Linked DNA regions of Mus musculus: all the other regions are linked to region 6. A link is a contact called in public HiChIP or PLAC-seq and promoter capture Hi-C data. All regions are on one chromosome and are shown on one strand. The core of a region is the stretch at or near the end of the contact, and the rest is flanking DNA. Distances in the headings are between cores, read along the strand shown.

Region 1 (3,432 bases), core at 52-2,551, 1.1 Mb before region 6:
TTGGAAGACAGCCAGCGAGATCTTTGTCATCCCCAGGAATGGTGTGGGAGATTTAGAGAATAATAAGAGAAGAGATGCCTAAGTTATACTGAGCTCACAATAATGCACAAGCTCCCCCGTGGACTGCCCTGTGACAGGGTGACAACCCCTCACACATACCAAAAGTCTACTGCAATGGTGCAGGTTCATTAGCATACCAATTTGTATAAATTTACATATAACATTCATATCACCTAGCACTCAAACGTGCATACTGGATAAAAATTTTAAAAAGGTAGTGTGACCCATTGCAATTATGATCAAATTCAATATTCAGAACATGACACGTGAAGCAAAACAAAAATCTACAACAGTCAATTATGAGCCTCGTAGGATGCCATTCAGGAGAGGTGCAATGCGGGACAGAAAACCAAACAGCCAGACTGGGGTTTGCAGCATGGGTGCTGTGAAGTGGCACTACCAACACCTGTCCTCAGGCATGGCTCACTTACAAGCGTGTACTGAGTGTTACTCTGTGTCGTGTTGCACACGAGAGATTGAAAGTTTAAAGTTTTGTTTAATCACAATAATAAAATTGGGTCACGGCCCTCACTGGGTCTATTGCAGAAATGCTTTGTAGATTTGTATGTGTGCTGCTGGAGTTCTGCTGTGCCCCATGCATGTCCAGGTAAGGTCTCCTGGGTCTTCTGCAAATCAAACAGCAGCAGTAGAAGCTATTCATTTCTCTCCTCTCACCGAAAGCTCATCACCTTAATAAGAACACAGCTGCCAGGCCTCACCAGTTTTCCTCAGAAAGGACCACTCACCATTGTTCTGGGCTATTCTAGCAATCATGGCAAGGCCTCCACACAGCTACCTAAGCACATGGAGTCTGCATCTTGATGCCCTCTCTCCCACAGAGGCTGTCCTCACACTTGAGTGATCTCAAACTGGAATTATGTTTACATGTGTGTGCAGATGTATGACCCTTTGTGTAAAGAAGCCAGAAAGGGTATCAGTTATCCTGCTCGCCCTCTCTCCACTTTAGCCCATTGAGACAGGCTCTCTCACTGAACCTAGACCTGGTCATGTGGGCTAAACTGGCTGGCCAGTGAATTGTAAAGGTCTGCCTGGCTCTGTCTCTCGGTGCTGGGGTTCTAGGTAGGTGTGCCATGCCTGGTTTTCCACATAGGTGCTGTTGATCCTAACTCAAGTCTTAATGTTTGTGCAGCGGGCACCGTTACTCACTGAATCATCTCCCCAGCGCCAGGAGTGACCGATCTCCTGTCTAAGTACATGCGAACAACTGGCTGTTGCACAGCCCTGTGTGTTTTCCTGGAGCACGATGCCCCTAAAGCTGTTACTCATTCATTATTATGTCTTGTGACTACTCACTTTTGCCGGCTATTGTTTTATGTGCTAAACCTTACAAAACCATTAATGAGAAATCACTCATCTTAACTGGCAGGTAAACAAGTAGAAGTAAGTTGAAGGGATTTTAGCTTTATTTGTGAATGGCGTGTGAAGCCTTGGAAACAATGGAAGAGTGACTAATGTGCTTTTCTTCAGTAGTGTCTTGAGACGAAGTTTGATTTGGGAAAACCCCTGTAAGGATAATGTAGACGACAGAAGCATGCAACCCAGATCAGACAGATATGATTCATTGTTGCTTCCTATCACAGCCGGAAGGCCTGTTGGATGCCTTTGTTGTGACTTCTTACACAGATGACTAACCCAGGTCTCCTGGATGTGTAGTCTCTTTGCGTTTCACCTTTCAAAATTAAATCAGATCCATAACGTCTCTGCTAAATTATGTGAAATACAAGTTTTTCTAGTGTTCTACATTTTAAGGACTGAAGGAGTGTTATTACCATCTCTGTGTGTGTGTCTTGTATGTGTGCATGTGCATAAATCCATGTGTATTTGTGTGCATGTGTTCATGTACATGGATGTATCTGTGTGAATGTGTGTATGTGTGTATACATGTGTGCATTGCATGTGTGCATAAACTCATGTATATGTATATACATGGTATGTGCTATGTTCATGTATACATTTAGATGCACATATGTATGCATGTGCATGCGTTTTTGTCTGCAAGTTTGTAAACATGTATGTATATAAACATGCATATGTGCATTCATGTACATATGAGGCCAGAGGTCGGTCTCATGGGTTGTTCTCCCAGAGTTCTCCACTCTGTATTTGTTTCAAAGCCTTATTTATTTTAAATCTATATGTATATATGTTGGTGTGAGTTTATGTGCATCAGGTACATATAGGTGTCTGTGGAGACCAGGGTGTGTTAGATTCTTTGGCTAAAGATGGTTGTGAGCCATCTGATACCGGTTGGGAATGGACCCTGGATCCTTTGCAAACTACTGAGCCAACCATCCAGCCCCTACTCCACCATGCTTTTGAGACAGGGTTTCTCACTGACTGTGGGGCTTGTGGATTGGTCAAAACTGATGATCCAGCAAACCACAGGGATCCATGTGTGTCCAGCTCCTCAGGAGTAGGACTATGAGCATGGACCATCATGCCTGGCTTCTTACATAGAAGATGGATATCACACTCAGGTCCTCATGTTTTCATGACAAGCACCTTACCAACTGAGATATTTCCCCACTTTACATGGCAGTAATTGATGTGCATGAAATAGGAGACACCCCAGACCAAGTGCCGAATCAGGCTTAAGAGCCCCATTTTCAATCTGCAATAAAAAGATGAGGACTAGAAAAGTCTTGTGACTTATTAATATTATACAGGAAAGCATCTGGAGGGGATTCCATCTGAGCCCCTCAGCTGCCTGCGAGAGCCAGCGCCCACGTTACAGGCAAACAGAGGGGCTTCAAGAGAGACTAGCCACACTTCACACCCCGCACCATGCTGTTTGTCAGTGAGAAGAAAACGCTTCATTTTTCAATCTATGAGGGTGATGCCAAGACTGAGCCTGTAAGTTCTAAGTCCCATCTTAGGCTTTTTCCTTCTAATAGAGGCGCTAGGCAGCAGCAGCCATCCCCTGAACATTCCAGGGAAAGTGAGTGTCAGTCCCTGGCTGTTTCCCACTAGAAAAGGTTAAGGGAAACCGTGTGCTTGGTCCCTGCAGCCCTGTGGGATCGCCATGTGCTATGGAGGTTATCTGCTGGGGAGAAAGGGTATCACCTCACTGCTGATGAATACTATACTTCTTTCAGACACTAACCAGGGAAAACAGAACAGGCAGAGTTTCAGGAGCCCTAAGTTCTGGTTTGGATCTTGCTAAGTTAGTATCCTGAAAATTGTGTCCAGTTTCTCTGCTGTGCCCTAGAAGTTGTCTTCAGTTACTTGGTATCTCATGAATTCTCAGAGATGTGCACTGTCATTGATTAACTAGAAGGAAGCATGTCTTCTTTCATTGCCTGTCACTTTAGCCAAGTTAGAGTTTGGAGATAACCTTTAAACCTAAGACGA
Region 2 (3,333 bases), core at 416-2,915, 1.9 Mb before region 6:
CTGACATTTTACTTTGTATCCTTCTGACCCAACTGAGGGGCCCAAAATAGTGAATGTCCCCATTTGGCCAAGTACCAGAACTTTTACTGTGTGCCTGTTTCTGTGCAATAAAGACTCTATCTTTCTCCATTTCACGTACCTAATTAATCCCTACATAGAATTCCTAAAGCCATTATCTTTAAAAATAACCAAAAGTAATATTATATGCATAGTCTGATTTCCAGAGCAGGCAGTATGGGACTAACCCCAGCAAGAAAACATCTACATGAGAGATAAATTGCACTGAACTCAAAGCAGGAATTATCTGTGTAAGAGTCAGCATAAGAGAATCAACATCTTAGTGTACAGATGTTTGGCATCCTTAGTGACCAACCTAGAACATGTCCAAAGATTACTTCATGATCTCCATATAGAAATGAAGGCTTGGGAAACGCTGTGAAAACACAACGCAAACAAACCCAGGGGCAGTATCGCAGCAATGAGAGTGAGCAGAGGGATTCAAGGTTCTCCTACTCACCCAGACACAGGAAGTGCCCGATCTGTAGCTTATACCTCTGTGAGGAGAAGCAAGTGAGAAGGAGGCACAGCAGGTGGAAGGCAAGGAGTCCTAGGAGCCACGGCTCTGTCCAGTCTGTCTCCTGTGAGGAGATAGCGTTAGAAACCTGGAGGGCAGCGAAACGAAACTGCTTTCCTGTGGGGAGTGGGAGCTACTGGTCCCTTCCATTGAGTTTGGGGGTCTTCCATTGGTGTTTGTATACAACCAGAACTCTCAGACAAGCAGGAGCAAGCGAGAGGAAACAGCGATGCCTCAATTGCAAACACAGTCACAGATTTTTATATAAAGATTTTAAAGTCTGAGCACACAGGATGGAAACTACTGTCCACTTGCCTCTTTGGACTGGGTGAAATCTAGAGGGTTATTATCAACTAAACTAACGAGCTAAGTAAAGTCATGTTAACTTGGAATGTGTGAAGCTGCGTACACCAAGCTCCTCTGTGCATGGAGGTCTGGAAATGAGAGCCATCCTAACCTGCAGAGCTGACTGTCCCTGACACTTCTGCACCATGCAGCCGGCTAGTGTGCTTTGGGGTCTTAAGTACAGTCCCCAAGGCTCCAATCTTTCTGATTCTGTCTCCAACTAATATTAAGTTCCTAGTCCCGACTTCTTAGAGCTTCCCATGCCATTTTCCAAGGGCACGGCTCCGCAAGGCAAGACCAGCTCCTCTATCTGGAGCCCTAAAGCTCTTGGGGACAGCTTGAAGTCCAGTTACTGGGTAACGCTCATCTCTTCTGTGCCACATCGGAAAGACAGCGCACTTGAGAGTCTCTCCAGACACTGGCAGGGAAGTCAATGTATGGCGCTAAGACGCCACCGGGGTGAACACTGGTGTTGGGGACTCAGAGGACGGCCGGTGCGCACCCGGGAGCTGCCCCATCCAGCGGAGCAGGGAGCGGCTTCAGGCAGCCCGCCCGCCCCTGCGCAGTTCTCGCAAGAACTAGCAAACCCCACCAAACGCCGGCGCCACTTAGAGCCTGCGAGTTACCATGATCACCGCAGGGATGCTGACTGGGAAGGATCGGACTGAGTATGCGGACGACATCGCGCCAGGGATCCCAACAGCCGGGACGAGTCCGCAGCTTCCGACAGCCGGGAAAGGCGCTTAGACTTCTCGCGAGATCTACGGGTACGAACCTGGCGCTTGGCTCTTCTCGCGAGAGTTCTGACTTTTTTTTTTTTTTTTTTTTTAAAAGAGCGTCCAACTTTCGTTATTGCAGTAGTGCATTTCTGTAAGAAGTGTCAACGTGCTCACCTAGTTCTGTTTCTTCCAGACTGCCCAGAAAGCGGAGGGTTCGTGGGTTCCACAGATGCAGCCGGCGGCTGGGGAGAGTTTGCCAGGGTCCGATGGCATCCTTGCTCCAGTAGCCCGCCAGGCAGCCGGCAGGAATCCCACTTCTACCCCAGTGGGATAAGGACACCAACCCACCCACAAAACTTTTCACCTCAAATTTGTCTTGCCTAAAAGAAATGCAGGCACAAAGATGAAGCAGAGACTGGAGGAATGGCCAACCAATAACCAGCCCAACTTGAGACCCATCCTATGGGCAAGCACCAATCCCTGACACTATTAATGATACCCTGCTATGCTTGGGGACAGGAGTCTAGCATAGCTGTCCTCTGAGAGGCTCCAGCCAGCAGCTGACTGAGACAGATGCAGAGACCCACAGCCAAACACTGGACTGAGGTCGGAGACTTTTATGGAAGAGTTGGGGGAAGGATTGAAGGTCTTTAAGGGGCTGGGAACCCCACATGAGGGCCAAAAGAGTAACTAACCTGGACCTCTGGGAACTCTCAGAAACTGAGCTGCCAACCAAAGAACACACATGGGATGGACCAAGGCCCCTGAAACATAAACAGCAAAGGCGCAGCTCAGTCTCCATGTGCACACACACACACACACACACACACACACACACACACACACACACACACACAACTGGGGCAGAGGCTCTCCTAAAGCTGTAGCCTGACTGTGGTATCCATAGCCCAACAGGCCTCAGTGGGAGAGGATGTGACTAATCTGGCAGAGACTTGATGCACCAGGGTTGGGGGAATACCCAGTGGGGGCTCACCCTCTCAGAGGAGATAGGGAAGGTGGGAAAGGGTCTCTGTGAGGGGTGACCTGAAGGGGGTAGCGTTTGGGATGTAAATAAAATGAAATAAAAAGTCCCAGGATGAATATAGTGTCAGGTCTCACCATGCTGGATAGATAGCAGCTGAATCCTATAATCCACACAGCCCTTACCCAGAGAAATGGGCTGCCAATGGTGTCTGTACCACAGGATTCCTGTCCCACGAAACCGAGATAGACATTCCATCAATAGGACATAGTGAAGCAGCCCTATCCAGTAGACTGGTGCATATGGTATCTGCCCCCAAGGCCAGCAATGAATATACAGTCAGTACTTGCAGATGTAGGATGGGCACAGTATTCTTCCCCTTGGCCATTCACATCCTAACTCATTGATCTAGAATAGACAAAGATAGTGGTGTTTCTATGGATCTATGGGATAAACATGGCCCTAGTAACCTTGTGTGGCTGGCGATGCTATCCCAATTCTGGGGTGGTAGATTGCTCAAGGGTGACATAACACTGGACAGTTTGGAGTATCCACGATCATGCAGACTGAGCCATCTTACTTTTACACATGTTATTGGAGAAGGGGCAGGCCATGGAATATGAACTGGTAATGCATTGTTTAATGGTTTTAAGTCAATCCACAGGAGGCTGTTAAACACAATTAGTTCATGTGTGAAGTTCTCCTAACTGCTC
Region 3 (3,384 bases), core at 79-2,578, 1.3 Mb before region 6:
CACTCCTTGAATAGTTCCCTCAGATTTTTATAACTTTCGCAGGCATCCTCAGAGATGCCAAAGTCCTCCAGCCCAGCCACAAAAAAGTGAAAACTCTTTTTGGAATGCAGAAGTGCAGCTGCAGGACCCTGAATTACAGTTGGCCCCTAAACGCATGCCTTCCTTCACAGAACCAAATCTCAGAACACACAGAGGCCTGCAGCCAACTCTGCAGCACTGGGATTCCTTCAGATCTGGGGGCTTTCGGTGAAGGCGCAAAGCACAACTCCAGGTGAAAAAGCCAGGAAGTGGAGGACGTCTGCGAAACTGACCAACTGAGTAGAAACAGCAAGAGGAGAGTCCCAGAGCTGCTCAGAACTTGGCCACCCGCACGATGGTGGGCCCTCCATGGCACCTGGAACGCCAAGCTTCTTCCAAGCAAAGAAAAAGCTCCTTACAAGGGCTGCGCCCAACAGAGTCCTCAGGACACCCAGCGAACTTGAAGGCTCCAGCGCAGAAGCCGATGGGAGTACACTTGGCGCTGTGGCGCCGCGGGACCCAGAATCTGCAAGAGGTTTCCTTGGCGCAGGGTGATGTGGGGTGGGCATCCTTCCAGAAGGAGGAGAAAGGGGGGCAGGTACACTGATGGAGAAAGAAGGGGTCGGAGGAGGGACGACCCAACCCCAGGCCTGCGCTTTAGAGAAGAGAGAGGGAGAGGAACCCCGAGTGGAGAGAAAGTTGAGAAGACACCGGAGGGAAGGCCAGGCGGGGAGGGCTCGAGAGACGCGCGGGGCTTTCCCTGGCGACTCCCTACTACTTCCCGGTCCAGCGGGAGATTCCGAGTTTGAACAAAGGCGGCTCCCCAGGCCGCGCGCTAAGCGCTCAGGTCCGCCCCTGGCGTCCTAGCCAGGACGGACAAAAGGCCCAGCACACCCTGCGCCGGACGCCGGGGTAGCCCACCTCTCCAAACCAGTACCCCTGCCCCCCAAGATACCCACGCCCCTCGATCCCCCTGAATCGCACGTCCCGCAGACCCCAGCGCCCTCCGGGCCGCACTCACAGGATGGAGGTCTGCGGCGCCACGGCGGGCACGGCCTCCAGCAACAGATGCATGCAGCGCACGGTGGTACGGAAACACAGGCAGCGGCTTGGACAGCCTGCCCCTTGCTTCGAGGCGACCACCGCCATGGCCCACCAGGCAAAGCACAGCAGGAGCGCCAGCAGGCAGCGGCGCGTGGGGCGCACGGCCATGGCAGATGGCGCGGACAGGAGCTGGCACGCGTGAACAGCAGCGGAGGAGGCCTCGGCGGGCGCGTCCACCGCCGGCTCCCAACTGAGCCCTCCGGTCCCCGGCCCACGTCCCAGCTGTGCGCGGGGGGCGGGGAGGGGGGCGCCAGCTGTGCACATGCGCGTGGCTCCGCCCCCTCTTAGCTTCGCAGAGGGCGGGGGCTGGGCAATCACCAGGGCCTTGGTGTCTGAACCTAGCGACCCTTCTCGGAGGTGCAGCAGGGCCTCCTTGGACTGCAGGACCAGTGCACACAGACTCCACTGTGGGGGGCTCCTAGAGGTGCAGAGGTGTCGCTTGGGACAGAGATTGGATCCCTGATTCTGCTTTTAAAACTGCAGTACCACAACAAAGTTACCCCACATCCCTTTATCATCCTTTCTCCCTGTATCCAAGGGTTTTGTTGCTAGTAATACCTTTTTTGAATACTTACAAATTTTGTTGTGTTCTAGGAAGTGAGCTTTCGCGGCACTGCCTCTTTTGCCTCCGTGCCCACCACTGTTCCCACACAAAACATCTATCTCTAGTTTTCCTCGTTCCTACTTGAGAAACTGAGGCACAGCAACCTCCCCACCCCCCAGTGCACAGCTTGTGGGAAGGCTGTGCTGCAGAAATAGAAGCTCCCTAGCGAGAGATTCCTGAGGTCTCCAACATTCACCGCCAATGAGGAACCCTTGTGGGGAAGATGGGATGGCTTTTGCGTGGACAGCGTTAAGACAAGGGAAGCCCTGAGGTTAACATCAGAGTGTACTCTGCAAGATTGAATGCTGACACTTTATACAGTTCTCTGATTCTCCCTGGGGTTCCAGTCTCTCCATTCTTCAGCCAGGAAGGCCAGGTTAGGCAATACAACCAAGGGAGCAGAGGTCTTAAATGTGAGGTTTGGAACTGGAGCCCAGGTGTGACAGTTGATCCTGATTCTCAACTTGATTGGACTGAGCACCTAGGAGAGTATAAAACTCAACTCTGGGGGAATTTATAGAAAGTTACCTAAAAGGAGAAGACCTACTAAGAACCAGAATGACACCCATAGGTTGGCAGTGTAATAGGATAGATGGAGAGGAAAGTCCAACAGCCCAGGTGTTCCTTCTGTGATTTCTGGCTATGTAAAGGGAGTTACCCAGTTCTGCCAGGCCTTTCTGGACAGGCAGACTGAAATCTCTGAAACTCTGAGCCAACACAGATCTTTCTCTCTTAAGTTTTCCCTCCGTGTTTTGTTACTTTATTGAAAAAAAAAAAAAACAAGACACCAGATGTATCTTGACCTGCAAACTACTGTGTTTCCACTCTGACTTGGGCATCAGGGTACTGCCCAGGGATGGGGTCACACTCAGGCACTGTCAGGAGACTTCCGATGCACTGTGCCAGGCTGTACGGTGGGGGAACTGGAGGCTGTTGGAGGAGGCTCCAGTTCCTAGTCACTGGGATCTCTCCATGACTGGAATACCTCCGACCACCTGCAGCATGTATTCCAGAGAGAGATCGGGATTCAGGCCTTCCTGCTAAACTGCCAGCATGCTATCACTTTCCAGGCCACACTCCTGAGAGTAAGAATCGTTCAACCCCAAAGCCTCCTGAGAGGCTGCCCACCCCAGCAGAACAGACCTTCACTGCCTGGAGCTCCTGCAGAAGCAGATCTAAGTTTCCATGAGGGCAGAATTCCCAGGTATGTATTGCAGCCGAGATGAGCACAGGGCAAGATGGAACAGTCAAGCCCGTGTACTGTGATAGAAACCAGACTCCTATCTGCTGCAGTTAGTACAAGTCAGGAGCCCGATGGACCCTGTCCAGTACAAGACAGCGTTGCCTTCAACGGCAGCTACAAATCCAGGGTCCCTAGGCCACATGCCTCACCGACTTGTTAGAAAATCTTAGTCAAGTGTGTGATACCAGAAACCAAAATAAATCTTTTTTCCTTAAACTCTGCACTTCCCCCCTTAACCCTTGGGTAGTCCCCACACTGTGATTTTCCATAGCCTGGAGATTATCATCCCTGCAGGCAGAGCTCATCTCCTGTGTTAAGTTCTTACCAGGCGTATCAGTCCATGTTTCCAGCATCACGCTGGTACAATAGTCCCACTCCAGACATCTGAAACACTCCCAATCTCTAGCACCCACAG
Region 4 (3,237 bases), core at 539-3,038, 1.3 Mb after region 6:
AAACAAACCAACAACCGAAACAGGCCAGAGAGGGATGTGGAAGGGGAGATGCCAAGAAAATAAAAGAAATAATAAGAATGACAGTATATACCCCCATGCCTGACAATTGGAAGCTGAGATGAAATAGCTCCCTGTATTTAGAGTGTAGATTTCCCTTGTGATGGGGACTCGCTGGCCCCACCCCACCCTTGCCTGATGTCCCCATTGCTGGGAAATCAGGCAGCTAAGAGGAAAACAAGAGAGAATGTCTGGTTTGCCTCAAAGATGGATTTTTACACTCCACATGGGTTTTTCTACATCTCCAGACATCAGGTTAACCAGTATGTAAATTTTTTAGGTTCCAATAGCCTTAAACATTAAAATAAAATGCCAACATTATTAAGACTGAGGTTAACTTCAATAATACACGTGCTTGGATCGGTGCTTTTCTTTGGGGTGAATACGATAAGGGTGAAATACAGGGACCCCTCCCCCCTTTTTAAAAATAAAATGGCCTATGAAGACCTGGCACCATTCTATGTCCGGAGTGGGGATGTGTGGGAGATGAGAAGTGTAGTACCCTGTGCAGTACACCAACCTGAAAGGAAATATGTTTAGATAATTCCACTAGTCCCGGGCGGCCGATTTCTCGGGTGAGCAACTCCGGGTGGGGTGAGGGGCTGTAGATCTTAAGAACCAGCCCCCAGAACTGACAGTGGGTAGGTATGAGGAAAACAGGGTGAGCAGCCACGTTAAACAGAAAGCAGAAAGGCTTCGTTTCATTGTCCTCAGAAGAGCCATAGGTGGGTAAGAGACAACACAAAGAGAAGCGAGTTTCCAAGGAGCCCGGCAAAACCAGTAGGCAGGAGCCACCGCTCCAGCGGCAGCCTTAGCAGGCAAATAAGAAATATCTTCGCTTTAAACGAGAGTGCACTTCATTTTAGCTTTGGTTTGTACCGTTGGGTTAAAATAGCAAATGACCCAGAAGGTGCGTGCTGGGAGGCAGAGCTAGGGTTTCAGGACCGAGCTGCAGGGGAGGAGGGCGTAGGTGATGGACAGAGGAGGCGGGACGCGGGGAGTTGGGGAGGCCTATGGAGTAGAAAGTGGGGGAGGGGCGGCGATGCTGAGTCCCGGGCTGTTTCACCGATCCGGCCTGAATCCGTGAACTCCTTTCCGAACCGCTCCGGAGCCGCCCGGACACGGCGGTCTCCGAAGACCGTTACTCCAGCCGAACCGGCAGATGCGCGCGATCCAGGAGGGAAAACGAGAGGGGGAGAGACGGGACAAAACCCTGCGGGTGCGCGGGGAGGGGGGGAGGGAGGGCCCGGCGACCGGGCTCTAGAAAGAGGGAGAAAAAGAACCGGAGGATGAGCCCACGTGCACGGTGCCGCGCGGTGTCGAAGCGCCACCTTCTGCTGGATAGCGGCGCAGCGCGATCGCGCGCGGGTTTAGGGCGCGACGCGCCCAGGATGAGCAGGGGCACCCACTCGCGGTGCCCGGGTGGGTGCATCTGCACTGGGGTTCAGTCCATCGTCCCGCGCCCTTGAGTCCGCGCTGGCGTCTCTCGCTCCGTCCTGCATCCGCCCGGGGGACACGCGCAGCTGTGCGCACTCGCGGATTTCTTTTGAAAAAATAACATATTTCTAGACAACTCCCCCCGCCCCCCATCTTTGCAAACTGGCCAGGAGGCGGGGCTGGAGGTGGGGCCCGTGGTTAATAACGGGAGATAGGCGGAGTCGGGACCAGCCATTGGCTGGTGGGAGTAGTGATGTCACCCATATGACACCCTGATAACGAGTTGAGAGAGAGCCCTCAACTTTTTGCAGAAGAAGCGCGCGCGCCTGGGAGTGCTTGGGGTCCGGCGCTTGCGGCGGCTGCCAGGAGTGAGAGAGCGAGAAATCAAGCGAGTGAGAGAGAGAGCGCGGGTCCCGGGCCGCCGCCGCCTCCTCTCCGGTCGCCGCCGCAGCCGCCGACGCAGCAGGGAACGGGGCCGGGGGGGAGGGGGGCAGCCGCGGACGCGCGCGGCCAAGGACTTTGCAACTTGCCGGAGAAGGTGGAGGGGCGGGAGGGGGAGGGGCGCCCGCGCAGGAGACCGAGCGCCCAGCCCCGCCGCGGACCATGGTGCAGCAGGCCGAGAGCTCGGAAGCCGAGAGCAACCTGCCCCGGGACGCGCTGGACACCGAGGAGGGCGAGTTCATGGCGTGCAGCCCGGTGGCCCTGGACGAGAGCGACCCGGACTGGTGCAAGACGGCGTCGGGCCACATCAAACGGCCCATGAACGCCTTCATGGTGTGGTCCAAGATCGAGCGCAGGAAGATCATGGAGCAGTCGCCCGACATGCACAACGCCGAGATCTCCAAGAGGCTGGGCAAGCGCTGGAAGATGCTGAAGGACAGCGAGAAGATCCCGTTCATCAGGGAGGCGGAGCGCCTGCGCCTCAAGCACATGGCTGATTATCCCGACTACAAGTACCGGCCGCGCAAAAAGCCCAAGACGGACCCAGCGGCCAAGCCCAGCGCGGGCCAGAGCCCCGACAAGAGCGCGGCGGGCGCCAAGGCAGCCAAGGGCCCCGGCAAGAAGTGCGCCAAGCTCAAGGCGCCTGCGGGCAAGGCGGGCGCGGGCAAGGCGGCGCAGCCGGGGGACTGCGCCGCGGGCAAGGCAGCCAAGTGCGTCTTCCTGGACGACGACGATGAAGACGACGACGAAGATGACGAGCTGCAGCTACGGCCCAAGCCGGACGCTGACGACGACGACGACGAGCCCGCGCACTCGCACCTGCTGCCGCCGCCGACGCAGCAGCAACCCCCTCAGCTGCTGAGGCGCTACAGCGTGGCCAAGGTCCCCGCCAGCCCCACGCTCAGCAGTGCCGCCGAGTCCCCCGAGGGCGCGAGCCTGTACGACGAAGTGCGCGCGGGCGGCCGGCTCTACTACAGCTTCAAGAACATCACCAAGCAGCAGCCTCCGCCCGCGCCTCCCGCGCTGTCGCCCGCGTCCTCCCGCTGCGTGTCCACCTCCTCATCCAGCGGCAGCAGCAGCGGCAGCGGCGCCGAGGATGCAGACGACCTCATGTTCGACCTGAGCTTGAATTTCTCCCAGGGCGCGCACAGCGCCTGCGAGCAGCCACTGGGCGCGGGAGCGGCGGGGAACCTGTCCCTGTCGCTGGTGGATAAGGACCTGGATTCCTTCAGCGAGGGCAGCCTGGGTTCCCACTTCGAGTTCCCCGACTACTGCACGCCGGAGCTGAGCGAGATGATCGCG
Region 5 (3,241 bases), core at 709-3,208, 1.3 Mb before region 6:
CTGTAGGCATCTCTGTGGGGGATTGGTGTAATTACATAAATGGATTTGGAAAAGCCCAGACCAAAACCACGTGGCATTGTTCCCTGGGTTGAGACCGTATAAAAGAAAAGCCAAGCTGAATTCCACCTCACACCAGTCAGAATGGTTAAGATGAAAAATTCAGGTGACAGCAGATGCTGGCGAGGATGTGGAGAAAGAGGAACACTCCTCCATTGTTGGTGGGATTGCAAGCTTGTACAACCACTCTGGAAATCAGTCTGGTGGTTCCTCAGAAAATTGGACATAGTACTACCGGAAGATCCAGCAATACCTCTTCTGGGCATATATCCAGAAGATGCCCCAACCGGTAAGAAGGACACATGCTCCACTATGTTCATAGCAGCCTTATTTATAATAGCCAGAAGCTGGAAAGAACCCAGATGCCCCTCAACAGAGGAATGGATACAGAAAATGTGGTACATCTACACAATGGAGTACTACTCAGCTATTAAAAAGAATGAATTTATGAAATTCCTAGCCAAATGGATGGACCTGGAGGGCATCATCCTGAGTGAGGTAACCCAATCACAAAGGAACTCTCACAATATGTACTCACTGATAAGTGGATATTAGCCCAGAAACTTAGGATACCCAAGATATAAGATATAATTTGCTAAAAACATTAAACTCAAGAGAACGAAGACCAAAGTGTGGACACTTTGCCCCTTCTTAGAATAGGAAACAAAACACCCATGGAAGGAGTTACAGAGACAAAATTTGGAAGTGTGACGAAAGGATGGACCATCTAGTGATTGCCATATCCAGAGATCCATCCCATGATCAGCTTCCAAACACTGACACCATTGCATACACTAGCAAGATTTTGCTGAAAGGACCCAGATATAGCTGTCTCTTGTGAGACTATGCCAGGGCCTAGCAAACACAGAAGTGGATGCTCACAGTCAGCTATTGAATGGACCACAGGGCCCCCAATGGAGGAACTAGAGAAAGCACCCAAGGAACTAAAGGGAACTGAAACCCTATAGGTGGAACAACAATATGAACTAAGCAGTACCCCGGAGCTCTTGTCTCTAGCTGCATATGTATCAAAAGATGGCCTAGTCGGCCATCACTGCAAAGAGAGGCCCATTGGACTTGCAAACTTTATATGCCCCAGTACAGGGGAACGCCAGGGCCAAAAAGGGGGAGTGGATGGGTAGGGGAGTGGGGGGGTGGGTATGGGGGACTTTTGGTATAGCATTGGAAATGTAAATGAGCTAAATACCTAATAAAAAATGGAAAAAAAAAAAGAAAAAAAGAAAAGCCAAGCTGAGCCACTGACAAACACACAGGCACCCCTTTTCTCGCTGCTCCTCACTGTCCTGCTGCCTTGATCTCCCTGAAGTGATGGACTGGAACCCTGGAACTGTGAGCTAAGTCCTTTCTCTCATACATGTCTTTTGTCAGAATATTCTTCATAGCAACAGGAAATGAAACAAATACAGGGCCCAGGAATGCTGAACAGGGAGAAAGATCTGCTTGTTTGTGGAAGAGCTTTGGGCCATTGAATCTCTTGGGGTCAGTGTCTCCCCACTGTGTCCTCTACCAGGTTTACGATTCATTAACCAATGAACTAACACTCGCCACACTGGATGCCGATTTCATAAAACTCTTGTGAAATTTTTCAGTCACTTAAAAGTGGAAATGCTTAGGTGGATGAAACCAGGCTCAAATTGTCCTTAGGTCCCAGAGAGTTAGGACACAGGACACACTGCTTGCATGCTGCAGGCCTGGCCAACTGCTGGGCCCAGAAGTGTGATGCATTTCTAGGTTTTGTTTACTACAGCGAGGTTTTCAGGCTACTTGCAAACACAGTCACTGCAAAGCCTTCTGCTACACACATGAATAAACAATTCAAATGCGCTAGTCCATGCATATTGTTTCCCTGGGAACAAACCCCAAACATCTCCCATGAATGCTGAAAACTGAAGTCAGTATTCTTCCCTCCTCCTGAATAATTGGCCAGAATGCTGTACTTGTAGACTCTATCAAGGGCATTGTATTCTCTTCCAGACACCCCGCCCCCCATTTGAGGGTCAACAGTAAAAACAACAACCCAAATCAGGAGAGAGAAGGGCTCAAGATCTTATTCTAAGCAAACAGGGAGGTAGGAAAAACCAACACACGATAGAGCATGAAACCCATCATTTCCAAGTAAGTGTGGCGGTAAAAACATAGCCAGACAGACATCTTCCTAATCGGAACCAGCCAAGCAAACAGCAGCCACGGAGGACCCATTCCTAGCAGTCACGCACTCGGAGTTCCAGCACTGGGCGAAGGGAGCCTCGGCTGAGGCTGGAGGAGGCCTGGACAAGTCTTCCTGTTATGAAAACAGGACACAGGTGCTGAGTGACTGCATCTTCTAATTCAAAGAACAGGCCTCAGTGCAGTCGTGGGGTCTTCCCCTCCTGGGACGCAGGAGTGACTCACTGTGCAGGGTATGAGATTTCAGAGGCCCCTGGTTCTCCTGTATTCTGTGGGGAGGCGGCTTTCCAGCTCTGGTCTGTGTGATGGCAAACTCAATTCTGCCCCTCATAAACCCCGGTAGAGCCCTCCCACGATTTGCTTCTGTGGCTGGAAAATGAGACTAAGATCAATGCTTCCCAGGGTCTGCGGTGGGGATTGCATCAGAGGGCTCAAGAAGATAGCAGACACCCTCAGGTGAGCAAGGATGAGGTTGATGGGACCTGCTACAAGCCTCAGAACTGCTCTTCAGTAAACAATGTGGCAGAAACACTCAGCTAAGAATGACCTCGAACTCAGGCATACATAGTGGACACAAGGAAACACACAGAGCTGGACAGGGAAACAAACAAACAAACAAACAAATACCCTGCACACCCACAGAGAAAGCATGGTGAAGGAAAAGTCAGAGTCATGGGTATCAGGTTTCCCTTTAGAAAATACTTGAAAAAACTACTTGAAAAAATACTTTTAAAAAGATGCCCAGGAAAAACAAAAACAAAAACTGAGTGTGTATGCCTTGTAGATTATAGATCCAAGATTAGCAAATTTTCTTAATTAAAGTACTTTTAAAATGGCCTTTTATCAATGGCCTTGTTCCTGCACTAAGAACCTTCCTTCCCTTTTGACCTTCCTTCCCCTTTCAGTCAAGCAGTAGCCAGGAATTCAACTCTTTCCAGGACTCGACTCCTGGTGCTGAACAGGGCAGAGGTGGCTACCCACTGACTCCCCTCAGGAA
Region 6 (3,272 bases), core at 567-3,066:
GAAATCTGCCTGCCTCTGCCTCCCAAGTGCTGGGACTAAAGGTGTGCGCCATCATGCCCAGCTCTATCATCCCTTTCAAAGGCTTTCCTAACTCCCTAAAGTGTACATCTGTCCTCCTTACACTTTCGCACATTTTTTTGTTATGCAAGCCATAACAAAATATTGTATATTTATTTTTTAAAAAAATTTATTTATTTAATATACGTAAATACACTGTAGTTGTTTTTAGACACACCAGAAGAGGGCATCTGATCTCATTGCGGATGGTTGTGAGCCACCATGTGGTTGCTGGGATTTGAACTCAGGACCTTCAGAAGAGCAGTCATCGCTCTCTGACCCACTGAGCCATCCCTCCAGTCCTGTATATTTCATCATGTATTTACATAATGTCTTTACCAAACTGTGTTTTCCGTGATGACAAGGATTCACTTGGTTTTAGTAACCAGCTTCTAGGCTAAAACAGGCTATTCAACTACATGTGAATCAGGTGTGCTTGTATTGCCTGTCTAGAGCAGAGCCTCACAGGGCACATGAAGTTAGGGTGACAGTCAGCAGTGGTGGGCATTTCTTCAGTAAACATTGCTTTGATGAGTTTGTTGTTTCCCATCCTCAGATCTTTCTGACTTACTGTTCCTAATCTGTCTGTCTGTCTCTTTTTTTCTGACAATGCCCTGACTAAAGGAAATTGCTCCACTATAGAGAGTGCTCTCCCAGGGCTGTCTTCATTCTTTTTTTTTTTTTTTTTCTCCCTTTTGGTTTTTCCAGACAAGGTTTCTCTATGTAGCCCTGGCTGTCCTGTAGACCAGGCTGGCCTCAAACTCAGAGATCTGTCTGCCTCTGCCTCTCCCTCTCGAGTGTTGAGATTAAAGGTTCATTCTGTTTTAGTGTTTCTCACTGACCTGGCTTCCTTGCTCTCCCCACCTTTTAGGGCTTAACTGTCCCTGTTTTGCAGGTAGCCCAGGCAGGCAGAAGCCTGGCCTTCTACAGCTAACCCCACCGTCAGCTTCCGTTATTGGTACTCTCTGAAAATGGATTTTTTTTTTTTTTTTTTTTTTTTGAGACAGGGTCTCTATTGCAGCTCTGGCACTCGCAGACCAAGCCTGCCTTCACAGTGATCCCCGCCTCTGAATCCTGAGAAAAGGCATGAGCCACCATATTTAGCATTCTCGGCAGATGTTCAACAGGGCAGCTTCATACTTGTGAAGACAGGGGTTCCTGGACATGTTCTAGAATCGTCTGCTGTACCAAGCAATATACGTAAAAACCAGGAATTAATGACTATTAATTAACACTACCTCACTAATTTGATTCCCTATAGGAAGAGCTGAACACAAGTCTGATTCCCGCCCCAACCCCGTACCTCATTTTTTGATACATGGTTTGTATACGTAGCCCTGTCTGTCCCAGAACTCTCTTTGTAGACCAGGCTGGCCCCAAACTCAAGAGATCCGCCTGCCTCTGCCTCCCGAGTGCTGGGATTACAGGCGTGCGCCACCACCATGCTGATTCCCTTTCATTGTGTTAGCAGGAAACGCGGAGAAAGCTGGGGACTAATGAAACATTTGAAACGTCCCATCTTCGTGGGGAAGGAAGCTGCTTTCTTTCTTTTTCCTAGGGCCGTCCGGCCGCCACCACTCTGCCCAGGTCTCCAACTAGGGGAGCGGAGAATTTTCACCAACGGAGCCGAACGCTGACGACTACCGGGAACAAGCGAAACCGGCACGCTCATCCTCCCGCATTAGTTCCCAGTAGGGAACTATTTTCCGGTACACTCTAGGCGGTCCAACTCTTTTCAGAAGAGCTTCCGGTTTCCACCCACCTACTTCCGCTGTCCCCACCTCTTTTCTTCCGCCACCCGGATATGAGCCGTTCTCGCGAGAGCCGTCCCTCTTTCTAAGCCGGCGATCCGTCAGGTAGGTTCGCGGGCCGCAATGTGGCCGCGGTTTTTCGCAGAGTTTGGGGGAACAGACTCTTGGGGGGCGTCCGGGGCGGCAGAGCCTGCTCCCCGGGGTGGGATGCAGCGGATTATCCGCCTTGCGCCCGTAGATGGCCCCGGCTTTGGCGGCCCGCGCCCCAGGTGACCGGTGGCACCTTCCTCCCCTCAGGGTGAAGCCATGTTCAGCTCGAGCGCCAAGATCGTGAAGCCCAATGGCGAGAAGCCGGACGAGTTCGAGTCTGGCATCTCTCAGGTGAGCTTGTCGCCCGGGTGCCCCCCGCGATCGCGCTTGACCTCAGGGTCCCCTGACCCCCGGCATGGCGCCCACGTTCTCTGTCTCCCCAGGCGCTGCTCGAGCTGGAGATGAACTCCGATCTCAAGGCGCAGCTGCGGGAACTCAACATCACCGCAGCCAAGGTGAGCGGGGACCCCGGAGTGCGCTCGCTCGCTGCCCACGGGTGGTTGACAGCCTCTATTCCCGGGGCAAGAGACGGGAGGGCAGCAGACAGGGACTTCCAGTGCAGGCCAGTCTCACGCTTAAGTCCGTGCTGCCTTCTGCACTTGATTGCTGGACTTTTTTTTTTTTTTTTTTCTTTCCCCACTGACATTAACCTTAACTTTTTGGAAGTGTTTAGACCCAGTACCACTCGGTTGAGGATCAGTGGGTGTTTCTGAGTTTGGCGTTTGACAGGTGTTTCGTTTTTGTAAGTTAGTATTTTGCTTCTGTTAATGTACATGCACCTTGCGTGTTCCTGAAACTTGAATTACAAATGCTTGTGAGTGCTGGGAACTGAACCTGGGTCCTGTGCCCTGAACTACCACTGCTCAGCCACCCAGGGAGAGTGTTAATTTTATTGAGTTTTTTGGTCAATTTCATAGTGTTGGAAAGTTTTGAATTTGGAGAAGAGCCTTACATCAGAGATACCCAGGCCATGGTGAATTTAAAGTTGACCTTTCTAGATGGTTCAATCATGTTGGGAGATCCTGAGGTGGCACATGGCCAGAGTCATGGTCTGATCAGACTCACCAGACAGAATCTCTTCTAACCTAGGCTGGTCTCCCGACTTGGATTGTAGTTGAGGCTAGCCTTGAACTCCGTCCTCCTGCCTCTACCTCTCCAGTGCTAGGATGATGGACATATGGACATAGCTCTCTGCTGGCCTTTTGGTGTCTCTTGTAGAGTCACCGGGATTGTGCGATGGAGGCTCCACCTTAGAACCTCAATATGAGCGTCATGGTTTAACTTGCGAACCCCTAGGCTATGTCCAAACCACAGGAGAATGTTTGAGGGGGGAGTTGTTTGCTGGTTGTGGCAGAGCATATTAATCTTAGCACT
Region 7 (3,115 bases), core at 616-3,115, 1.2 Mb before region 6:
CTCCTGCCAGAAGTTTGTTTTCTAACCATAATTTCGTACAAAAATTTGGACACACTGGTCTATGTAAGGCAGTGGGGAGCCCAGAGAATACATAACAGGTCTTTGAGAGTTAAGAGTCTAGGTGGCACCTCCAGTTACTCCTCCATTTCCTCAGTGTGAATATAAATGATGACAGTTGCATTACAGATGCATGGATGGAAAGAACAAGAGTCAGCACTGCTAATACGAGGTTCTGTGAAAGTCTCCAGTGTGTGTAATTGCTTGTACGTGGCTTTCCCTCCACTTGGGTGCACTGTGGTGGGGAGGTGTTCACGCCTTTAAGATGATGGGCCTTATAGGAAAAGCATTATCAGGGGGATACAACCACTCAGGACAAGGCCCTTGGCACCTGGCCTTGGGTTTGGAGAACTTGAGCTGCTGAGTCCCCTTCAGCCTCTGCTTTCCTGCCTACTAGAGTCAGGTCTCCATTTCAGGCTCCCACATACAAGGTCAATCACCAAGTCCAGCCTGGGGCATTTTGTAGCAGCAACATGAAATGGACTGGATACTGATGGGAAATGCTGAATGTACCAGTCATGGAGCAGTCTTCCAAGTCATCTTAAATCAGCCCCTCTGGAAGCCTGAATTCTTCCACCTCCCTATACCTCATCTCTATCTCCCCGCCTCTCTAATACATAGGGACACACATCCCTGAGAAGATGTTCCCAGCAGCATCTTCTGAATGCAGCCTCCAACCCAGCCCTCAGAGTCACACTGCCAACCATAAGAAAGCCATTGTCAGCAGATACCACCTCTTAGGTGAGAACTGGCTGGAGTCACAATACTGAGGATCTGAAGGATCCTGTTCCTTACTGCACAGCCGGGCCAGCACCGCTGGCACCTGCCTACAAGCAAGCTACTACCTCCATAGATGTCATCTCTGGGCATATGGAGATATGAGAAATAGCTGCTGTTTCCCATAACTCCTTCACAGATGAGTTTAAGAGTGAATCATGGACGTTTTGGTGGGTCAGCACCAGCCACACTACATATCCATTTCTGGTGTACACTCTGCTCATGTTCCAAAGTGGTTATGTTCATATGTATCTGGTCATCAAGCAAGCTGTCAGGATGAGGTTAATTGCTAAATCCAGACTTGACCTATTCATATCAAAGCCCTTAGAGCCAGAACATGACTTCCTCTCTTTGAAATTAGAATTATTAGAATAAGTATATATATATATATATATATGTATATACATACACATATATATATATGTATATTCCATTGGCCAAACATAAAGAATACATATAAACATATTATGAATATGTTTTTTTTTGTGAATCAAATCCACTGAGTCATGGGGGATGCAGGGGCCCGATGTGTGGCAGACAGCAGCAGACTTTTTTATTATTATTATTTTTATTTATTTATCTATTCTATTCTATTGTATTTATTTATTTTAGGAAAAATGGCCCAGAGACTTTTTAAAATAAAGGATTTACTGTAATAATAAAGGTTAACTGCTACCACAGTCCAAAATGATGGTGCCCAAATGTATCTGCACACATACAGCTCCTAGTACGGACCCAGAGTAGCAGTGATCAGGGACAGCTACTTCACCCAGATAAATCCCTAGGTCTCGACATTTTTTTCTCTTTGCACTGCTGTGGTCTGCTCTCAAATTAATGTTAAAATATGTATGCCCTGACTCGTGATTTACAGAATTGGTGACAAACAGTAAAAAGGACAGGCATGCCATAAAGCTTATGGATGAGGTGACGGCAGGCACAATGATGCCTCATAAAGATCGGAGGGGAGTAAACACAGATAGGCTGGCTAGGTGGCTGTGTGCTCTGAATCCCTTATAAACATCCCATGGCGCGCCCTGCTGCAAGGCAGCCCCGTCGTTAATTAGAACATCCGGCAGACGCTGCAATGTATCCATGCACCCAAGTGGATCTTCATTTTTCACATGCGGGGCCTTACTAATTAAAATCAGCTTTGCAATTAAACGTGGAAAATTGTGTTAAACTTTCAAGCGTGGTTGGGAAAAAATGCAATTATTTTTAGGGTGTTTTATTTCAATGCAAATGAAATTTCTATCTACATGAAGCCAGGGAAAGCAAAGAGGATGGCATAGGGGCTCTCTCTGTTCCTTCTCCCTTTTCTTTCTTCCCCCCCCCCCTTTTTTTTGGATTATGGATGCTCCTCTCAGTTGCAAGCTGCACTGCTCCCCTATCTCTCAGCCAGTACCTGGCTGGGTTCCAAAGCTTTTAGTGAGTGCTCTCTGTCAAGGCATGAATAATATCACCCCGAGGCTGTTGGCAGAATCCAAATGAGGCGTGCATACATCAGGAAGCCAGCCCTCCACTTTAGCTCCCAAGCAAGCTCCTGTGTAGACAGGCAATTATTCACCCACCGGCTGCCCTGGCAATCACGCTGGTGGGTGGAAAGGTGCATGAAATGGAAGAGAATTTGAACAAGGAGTACGCACAACAAGCTAGCGAGGATCCAGTAATTTCCTAATAAAAAAAAAGAAAAGCTACCATTTGAAGCTTGTAAATTTAAAAATGGGAACTGAAAGATTTAGCTCAGTGTTTGCTAAATTGGTGAGGGCTGAGATATAGCTGTTCTCATCCCCTAACTTCAGGGTGCTTGTGAAGTGCTCAGAGACGGCAAGCCTAAGTTATGCTTAACGTATTAGTTAAGCAAGAACCCATGCTTCACTAATGACTCATGTAAACAATATCTCAGTAAAGAGTTCAGTGTAAATGAAATTGGTTAACTCTCAAATCAGTCCAGAAGGCTCATGAAACACACAGGTAGCAAATATGTCCAGGCCGTGAGCCCCTTATTCTCCACCCCTGGGGATGTGGGAAGCTTTTATAGAAATCAGTTATGCACAAGCAAATCTAATTCATTTCAAGAATATACACATAACGTTTTTGTGAATAAAGTTAAATTCCAGTTCTTACATAGTATTTAAACCAACCTGTATTAAATATTATTTCAAAATTTTGTTGGGAAAATTAAAACAATGTTAATAAAAATAAAGTAGCAGGGATTTTTAAGGATGAAAATAGATTTCTGTGGGAACTTTTGGACATTTGGCTTCATAGCTCATGTCTCAGG

Evidence for each region. Promoter capture Hi-C pulls out the DNA fragments that hold promoters and counts their contacts. HiChIP or PLAC-seq counts read pairs in DNA pulled down with a chosen protein or histone mark.
Region 1: a contact with region 6 is called in an H3K27ac HiChIP or PLAC-seq map of extraembryonic endoderm stem cells, with 11 times the contacts expected there. The contact joins the enhancer-like site here to the promoter of Rps7 in region 6. A contact is called at or near these places in 8 of 39 promoter capture datasets (the 3T3-L1 cell line, cranial neural crest, embryonic stem cells and 4 more), 3 of 115 datasets of contacts at active chromatin or transcription factors (extraembryonic endoderm stem cells, neural tube and trophoblast stem cells) and 2 of 9 other capture datasets (adipose tissue and embryonic stem cells).
Region 2: a contact with region 6 is called in a promoter capture Hi-C map of pre-B cells. The contact joins the promoter of Tmem18 here to the promoter of Rps7 in region 6. A contact is called at or near these places in 5 of 39 promoter capture datasets (the 3T3-L1 cell line, 3T3-L1-derived adipocytes, hematopoietic stem and progenitor cells and 2 more), 6 of 484 Hi-C or Micro-C datasets (B cells, CD4 T cells, CD8 T cells and 3 more), 6 of 115 datasets of contacts at active chromatin or transcription factors (bone marrow-derived macrophages, double positive thymocytes, effector CD8 T cells and 3 more) and 2 of 9 other capture datasets (adipose tissue and liver).
Region 3: an H3K4me3 HiChIP or PLAC-seq map of stem cell-derived neural progenitor cells shows a contact between it and region 6, with 9 times the contacts expected there. The contact joins the promoter of Pxdn here to the promoter of Rps7 in region 6. A contact is called at or near these places in 7 of 39 promoter capture datasets (the 3T3-L1 cell line, the C10 cell line, cranial neural crest and 2 more) and 7 of 115 datasets of contacts at active chromatin or transcription factors (astrocytes, embryonic midbrain, embryonic stem cells and 4 more).
Region 4: a promoter capture Hi-C map of neural stem cells shows a contact between it and region 6. The contact joins the promoter of Sox11 here to the promoter of Rps7 in region 6. A contact is called at or near these places in 3 of 39 promoter capture datasets (cranial neural crest, hippocampal neurons and neural stem cells), 2 of 484 Hi-C or Micro-C datasets (both in embryonic stem cells) and 4 of 115 datasets of contacts at active chromatin or transcription factors (astrocytes, cardiomyocytes, embryonic stem cells and 1 more).
Region 5: an H3K4me3 HiChIP or PLAC-seq map of stem cell-derived neural progenitor cells shows a contact between it and region 6, with 5 times the contacts expected there. The contact joins the enhancer-like site here to the promoter of Rps7 in region 6. A contact is called at or near these places in 1 of 39 promoter capture datasets (embryonic stem cells), 4 of 115 datasets of contacts at active chromatin or transcription factors (epiblast stem cells, extraembryonic endoderm stem cells, large pre-B cells and 1 more) and 1 of 9 other capture datasets (adipose tissue).
Region 7: a contact with region 6 is called in an H3K4me3 HiChIP or PLAC-seq map of embryonic forebrain, with 4 times the contacts expected there. The contact joins the enhancer-like site here to the promoter of Rps7 in region 6. A contact is called at or near these places in 5 of 39 promoter capture datasets (the 3T3-L1 cell line, cranial neural crest, hippocampal neurons and 2 more) and 6 of 115 datasets of contacts at active chromatin or transcription factors (differentiating embryonic stem cells, embryonic forebrain, embryonic hindbrain and 3 more).

The regions. Positions count from the first base shown.
Region 1 is chr12:29,747,505-29,750,936 of GRCm38.p6, reverse strand. All of the region lies in intron 4 of Myt1l (myelin transcription factor 1-like), which reads right to left. Among named protein-coding and RNA genes, the nearest start is that of C630031E19Rik, 63 kb to the right of the region's middle. Within about 2 kb of position 1,301, at least 13 of the 459 cell types and tissues checked have an H3K27ac peak or open chromatin away from gene starts, as enhancers often do. A contact at or near this core is called in extraembryonic endoderm stem cells and trophoblast stem cells, where this site is marked.
Region 2 is chr12:30,582,775-30,586,107 of GRCm38.p6, reverse strand. It overlaps Tmem18 (transmembrane protein 18), which reads right to left and starts at 1,665. Exons shown (of 5, transcript NM_172049.2): 1 at 1,546-1,665; 2 at 518-638. The coding sequence starts at 1,602.
Region 3 is chr12:29,935,980-29,939,363 of GRCm38.p6, reverse strand. Pxdn (peroxidasin) reads right to left here and starts at 1,328. Exons shown (of 23, transcript NM_181395.2): 1 at 1,040-1,328. The coding sequence starts at 1,230. It overlaps Gm31939 (a long non-coding RNA gene), which reads left to right and starts at 1,377. Exons shown (of 4, transcript XR_001780596.2): 1 at 1,377-2,930.
Region 4 is chr12:27,341,269-27,344,505 of GRCm38.p6, reverse strand. Sox11 (SRY (sex determining region Y)-box 11) reads left to right here and starts at 1,788. Exons shown (of 1, transcript NM_009234.6): 1 at 1,788-3,237. The coding sequence starts at 2,098.
Region 5 is chr12:29,953,353-29,956,593 of GRCm38.p6, reverse strand. All of the region lies in intron 1 of Pxdn (peroxidasin), which reads right to left. Among named protein-coding and RNA genes, the nearest start is that of Pxdn, 17 kb to the right of the region's middle. Within about 2 kb of position 1,958, at least 79 of the 459 cell types and tissues checked have an H3K27ac peak or open chromatin away from gene starts, as enhancers often do. A contact at or near this core is called in adipose tissue, extraembryonic endoderm stem cells and stem cell-derived neural progenitor cells, where this site is marked.
Region 6 is chr12:28,634,497-28,637,768 of GRCm38.p6, reverse strand. It overlaps Rps7 (ribosomal protein S7), which reads left to right and starts at 1,816. Exons shown (of 7, transcript NM_011300.3): 1 at 1,816-1,913; 2 at 2,106-2,189; 3 at 2,282-2,353. The coding sequence starts at 2,115.
Region 7 is chr12:29,788,706-29,791,820 of GRCm38.p6, reverse strand. All of the region lies in intron 8 of Myt1l (myelin transcription factor 1-like), which reads right to left. Among named protein-coding and RNA genes, the nearest start is that of C630031E19Rik, 100 kb to the right of the region's middle. Within about 2 kb of position 1,865, at least 65 of the 459 cell types and tissues checked have an H3K27ac peak or open chromatin away from gene starts, as enhancers often do. A contact at or near this core is called in embryonic forebrain and forebrain, where this site is marked.